Linked DNA regions of Rattus norvegicus: region 2 is linked to region 1. Evidence: chromatin contacts called from public Hi-C data. All regions are on one chromosome and are shown on one strand. The core of a region is the stretch at or near the end of the contact, and the rest is flanking DNA. Distances in the headings are between cores, read along the strand shown. Region 1 holds the start of Bend3 (BEN domain containing 3). Region 2 has its middle 19 kb from the start of Mtres1.

Region 1 (2,992 bases), core at 305-2,804:
TCCCTCCTCCCTATTTTAAATGTAGATAGGGCGGCCCAAGGCTTTTGAATTTGAAGGGCCGCTATCTCGGGCCCATTCTTTTCATCATCCTGTTTTGAATGACACTGAGCACGTATAGATTCTCCCATAAAAGCACCCCCAGGATGCTGGGCTTCTTTCGCCAAGCTGCCAACTAATTTTGCATAGCAATTAGTACGGACTTCTCCAAGTCCGCAACGCAAACAACACTCCAGAACGTTTCACTGTTCCTGCGAGGTTTTCGATCACCCAACTCCGTGCCATTAGTATTTCAAACCAGAAGGGGAGGAGCTTGGGTAATGATTAAATTCCCAATTTGCGTGGAGACACAGTAATCCCTGACTACACGTTAATTCCAACCCTCGGCCGCGACCCGGCAGCTAGGAGCCAGCATGTGCGTCCTTTTAAAATCTATTCTACGTATTCACTGACCGCGCCGGGCCGGGCCACATGGTCCTCTCTCGCAGCCAGTCAGCTGTAGGCAGCAGATGGGATCATTTGCATTTTTCTTTTTATATTTTTTTCCACCGGTAAATTAAAGGATTAAAAGAATTTTTTCTTACGTCCTCATTGTTTACTAAAAACCACGCACGCGGCTTAAATGTTGACTTGGGCTTTTCTCTCCCCCGCCCCCACCCCCAAATCCCCGAAAGTTGGGGAACTGCGAGGGGTAGGTTTCTAATTTCTCAACTCGGATTCTGCAGCCTGGGAGGCTAGGAGACAGTCGCTCTCAACTAAGTCCGCGACTGGAGTTTCCCTGTTTTCCGCGCTGAGCCCCTGTGGGTCTGAGTTGGTGGCGTGAGGGTCCCCGAGCGCGTGTTTCGCTCTGCAGCCTCAAGCGGCAAAACTTGGGCTCTCGGAGCTCAGGCTTTACCGGAGAGGGCGGCCACCCTGCCGGGGGAGTGGCCAGGGAGCCCCCAGAGCCGGGGTCGCTGCAGCGTGCCCCACCCGCGAATCCATGCGGATCTGGAGGGGGGGAACGCACCCTGAAGTCTTTGTGCCCGGCGTGGCGCGGGAAGGTCCGCGCGAGGGTGCAGCGCCACCGCCGAGCGTCCCAAAAGCGGGGGGGCGCGGGCGGAAAAGACACGCCGCGTCGCCTCACCCCCCTCCCCCTGGGGTGAGAGAGAAAAGTAGAGAAAGAGGCACTGAGGCCACGCTCTAACCGGGAGAGCACGTAGCGGAGAATGCCGCGGGGCGCTTTCTCGTGGGTGCGAGCCGCCCTGATCGGCCGGCAGCCGGCGCGGGCCCACGTGGAGCCGCTGTGCAGGCCGAGCGCGCCCGCCCCGCAGCGCGCCCCAGCTCCCCGCCGCGGTCGCTCACGCCCGAGCGCCGCCGCCGCCGCCGCCGGTCCCGCGTGTGCCCCGCTGAGGGGGAGGGGCGGCGCGGTGGGGGCGGAGGGCTTGAGGTTCCACTGCAGCGGGGGCTCCTGTGTCCTTGTGCGGAAATGACACACGGAGTCCCGTCACGTCACGCGAGAGCGCAGCGCACGGACACACACAAAGAGAGGGGAAAATACACGGCGCCCGCCCGCCCGCCGCCCCCAGCCAGTCGGCGGGGCCGCCCCGGCCAGGCCCTGCGCGCTCGGCCCCCACTGCGGCCCGCGCGCCCGCCCCCCGCACGTGGCGCCCGAACTCGGCGCGGGCCCCGCTCCGCAAAGTAGCAACTCTCGTCCCAGGTGAGTGCGGGCCCCGGCGGGGGCCGCCCGCGAGCGGCTCGCCGCCTCCGTGCGGGCTGGAGGGGGAGCGGGCGCCCACGGGCTCGTCGCGCCCCATTGTGCCGCGCGCCCCTTTGTGCCCGCTCGGAACGCCGCGACTCCATGGCGTTCCGGGAGCACGCGCGCCGCGGCCGGGGAGGAGGAGGAGGGAGGGGAGGACGCACGGTGGAACGGTCCGCGCCGCCGCCGCCAGGCCGGCCCCACTCGCGCCGCGCGCCGGCTCTCCACCCCCGGCTGGCCGGCGATGGAGCAGCCGAGGGCCGCCGGGGAGCAGCTGCGCGGCGCCGGGTCGCTCGCGCTAGACCGGCCTGTGGCGGGGATGGAGGGGTGTCAGGGAGCAGAGAGGCGGGGAGCCGGAGGCCCCAGAGCCGCCGCTCGGAGGGACGCTGCCCCGGGGAGGCTGGGGAGGGAGCGAGGCCGCCGGCGGCCGGGAGCGGGTGGGGCGAACCCCGCCGCCAGGGGGCGCGGCGCCCTCCCGGGCCGTTCCACGGCGCTCCGTGGTTCCCGCTGCCCTGCTGGAGGCGGGCCCAGCGCGGCGCTCTGGGTGTGCACCCCGGCGAGAGCGAGGCCTTCCTGGCCGGCGGTGGAGGCGGCCCGGAGAGCTCGCCGCCCCTCGTGACTTGTGCCCGCTGTGATCGACGTGATTTCCCACGCATACTTGGCTCGGGCTGGGGCTGGGGCTGTGCCGTGCGGAGTTGTGAGGGCCTTGTGTGCCGGGACCGGCTCATCTGAGTTCTATTTTTCTTAAGTTTTTACTGGAGTAGAAGTTTGATCACTCAGGTGGCCCACTTGGGAGTGTTTTGTCGGTGGAGGCCAACCAGAGATGCTCTGAATTAGGGATCACTTTTAGGAGGCAGAGAACTTCCTTTTAAAAGTAACTTTTGAATGTTTCCCTACAAATAACGCGTCACGGGGTAGAGGGGACGGTACCAGGAATCTAAAGACGGCAGAAAACCCAGGCGAGTGGAGAACGTGTCGAAAGCTTGTAATGTCCAAGATAGAGGTTTTAATTTTTTCTCTTTTCCGGTTCCATGCCTGCGGTTTTTCTTTTTGTGACTATTCACTTTTAATTTATAGGTGTCTGAGTTTTGTTTTGTTTTTTTAAGTTTTATTTTCCGTGTATGTGTTTTGATTGCTTGTTATACATGCACCGTATCCATGCCTAGTGTTCTGGGAGGTCAGAGGAGGACATTGGACTTAAAGCCACGTGGGTGCTGCGAACCCAACCCACGACCTCTGAAGGAGCAACAAGTGCTCTAA
Region 2 (2,992 bases), core at 224-2,723, 40 kb after region 1:
GATTTGGAAATTTTGTTCCATAAAACAGGGTAAGAGGAAGCCGAGGTTTTGTGGTCAGGGAAAGGCTGAAGAAAACAGGGAAGACTGGGCACACTGAGAAGGAACTGGATTTGGTGGCTCTGACTATTATCTGAGCATTTGAGAAGCAAAGGCCAGATCCCTGCAGAGAGGCTAAGGCCCCAAGAGACAAGGAGGTGAGTGCAGTAAGGGCCCTTGCTGCCTCTAGAGGGGCTTCATCCACTCAGGAGGCCAGAGCTCCTGGGCCTGCTCTGTAGCTCTGACCAGCCCTGCCTCCATGGGTTACTAGTTGAACAGCCCATTTCAGCCTGGCAGGAAAGTCCTGAGAGTTAGCAGCACAGACCCTGACAGGTCTTGCCTGAAGCTGATTTGCAAGATGTGCGTGTTTATGACCAGATTGGACCTTGGCTGCTCCCTGTGCAGTAGGCAGCCAGGCCATTGCCACGTGTGGCGAAGCCAGGCCTGAGGCACAACCGCAGGACCCCCTGTTCCTCACAGGCAGCCATGATGTTGGTAGGCAGCTGTGAGATCAGACCAGGGCTTTGGCTTGTACTGTTTCTGCTGCAAGGCGGCGTCCATCCTTGGTTTCAACGAGCTGAAATCTGGCTGCTTGGGAAGAGGGAAGAGACAACGCACTCCAGTACGCAGAAGGCCGGTGGCCATGGTGGTAATACAGCGCTCAAAGTTGGCTTTTTGACCTCTGATTTCTCTGCTTCAGAATTGAGAACTAAGAGGTTTTCCCTAGGACAGGGTTCCTCTGTGTAGCCCTGGCTATCCTGGAACTCCTCTGCAGAGCAGGCTGGCCTTGAAGGCAGAGATTTGCCTGCCTCTGTCTCCTGAGTGGGAGATTAATGGTGTGAGTCACCACTACCTATCTCCCCCCACTCCCCAAATGTTGATATTGTATACTGTTTTTTTGTTTTTTTTTTTCGGAGCTGGGGACCGAACCCAGGGCCTTGCGCTTCCTAGGTAAGCGCTCTACCACTGAGCTAAATCCCCAGCCCCTGTATACTGTTTAATAGTCACTTTGAGGGGTTGGAGATTTAGCTCAGTGGTAGAGCGCTTGCCTAGCAAGCGCAAGGCCCTGGGTTTGGTCCTCAGCTCCGAGGGGAAAAAAAAAGTCACTTTGATTTCAGAAGCAAGTATGGCCTCTCTTTAGGAACAAGTGTTCGCTTTAGAAAAAATCTTGTTTGCCCTGGCTGCAATCTTACACTGTCTATCTTGGGGAATAGTCGGCGTTGGTGCAGGCCTGTCATCCCAGTACTTGGGAGGCCGAGGCCAGGGATCCTGAGTTAGAAAGTTAAAGGGGGTGGGGTGGAGGTGGGGTGCGGGGAGCTAGAAATTATACTGGCAGCAAATGAGAAAGCTGGCTAATGCCAGGGGCCTAGTAAGGCAATGAGTCTGCGAACACCCTGGAGTAGTGTTCACGGGAAGGCAGCCAACACAGCAAGAGTGTTACCTTTGGCAAGGGCAAGTGAGAGAAAGCTGGAGAAGTGTGGCAAGATGCACTTTGGGGTAATGGGTTAGACGGAGCTCCAGACACACCAGAGGAAAGAGCGAGCAGCGAGATGCATAACAGAGCTGCTATAAAAGTCCTTACAGTAAAACAGTGAAACAGTAAAACATAAAAACGCATTCACGCAAAATGATCCCATTTAACCCGAGTGAAATGATTGTCCGAATCGCAGAGGACGACGTGGAAACGTGTGCCGAAGTTGAGGGGGCAGGGAGCGGAGTGGGCGGGGAGGACTCAGAAGAACCGAGAGAGGGGACAGTGGGCCGAGGTGCTTCGTAAGGAAAACCTCTCACGGGCGGGCGTTGGTAAATGTTTAACAGTTGTTGCTCTGAGGGGGAATAACGAACCCTGATCTGCAGTGTTTGCTGATTTCCAAAAGCTACTCTGACTGATTGGAGCTAGTGAGCTAGCCATGGGACCCGAAAAGCAGTTCGGGAGCTGCTCCCGTCCCGCTCTCCTGGAAACACAATGTTCCAGTCGCTGCTCCCTGGAGACCACGGGGTCGGGATTTCGATTGCAAAGCGGACCTTCACAGAGCCAAGGTAAGGCAGAGTTCCTTTTCCTTGCTTGGAGTACACACCGTGCACCCTTTAGGTAAGTTCTTGAACATCCACCGAACTGAAATAAATGTTTTTTTAGTTTCTTGAAAAATAGGTATCCCAGCATGGGGGTGCACATCTTTAATCCCAATGTTGGGAGTCAGAAGTAGAAGGATCTTCGTGAGTTCAAGTCCGGCTTGGCCTACATACAAGCTCCTACCATGTGAGGTCTTGAATTCATGTAGGTCACCAGGCACCTTTCTGGCTGTGGAGAGTTAAAAGTTTTCAAATAGAGATAAACTTTTCTGGGTTCTCCAAACCAAAGTGGTGAAAAGCTTTGGGTTCTAGAAGCTTCACACCCAGACTCAGATCTCAGGAAGTGACGGAGGGCAAACAAGAGCCCATCGAGGACAGCCAGCCTCACAGGGACAGGGCCGAGTCTCCTCTTGGAACCGATTCTTCCAGGTGCTAAGGCATGGCTCCTCAGAGGTCACAGACAGACCTCAGTGTCTGACCACACACCGTGCACTGTGCAGTGAGCCCCGCCCTACTCTGCTTTGTGTCGATTTAGCTCTTTGTGTAACACTCTCGTGAGGGTTAGAACTCTAGTCCATCCTGATAAGACCCTGTGTATTTCCTGTGTCTACCTCAAACTAAACTCTTTATTCTCCTGAGCCAGGAGTTAAGCATTTTCAGTAAAGGGTCAGATAGTAAGCAGTGTATGCTTTGTGGGTCACTGGTCTTACATGTGTGTATATAGACATACATATGTGTACAAACACAATGCAGACCAATAGGAGAACGTTACAAAATTTCATTTTATATATATGGGTGCTTTATCTGCATGTATGTCTGCAAACCACATACATGTCTGGTACCCACAGAGGCTGGAAGAGGACATCGAATCCCTTAGGCGGGA

The links. Hi-C and Micro-C count contacts between places; a contact is called where the count stands out from the background.
Region 2: a contact with region 1 is called in a Hi-C map of liver, with 4 times the contacts expected there. The contact joins the enhancer-like site here to the promoter of Bend3 in region 1. A contact is called at or near these places in 5 of 12 Hi-C or Micro-C datasets (Schwann cells, frontal cortex, kidney and 1 more) and 1 of 1 datasets of contacts at active chromatin or transcription factors (oligodendrocytes).

What each region holds. Positions count from the first base shown.
Region 1 is chr20:48,560,829-48,563,820 of GRCr8, forward strand. It overlaps Bend3 (BEN domain containing 3), which reads left to right and starts at 1,555. Exons shown (of 4, transcript XM_039099149.2): 1 at 1,555-1,693.
Region 2 is chr20:48,600,473-48,603,464 of GRCr8, forward strand. No RefSeq gene overlaps it. Among named protein-coding and RNA genes, the nearest start is that of Mtres1, 19 kb to the right of the region's middle. Within about 2 kb of position 1,474, at least 8 of the 93 cell types and tissues checked have an H3K27ac peak or open chromatin away from gene starts, as enhancers often do. A contact at or near this core is called in kidney and liver, where this site is marked.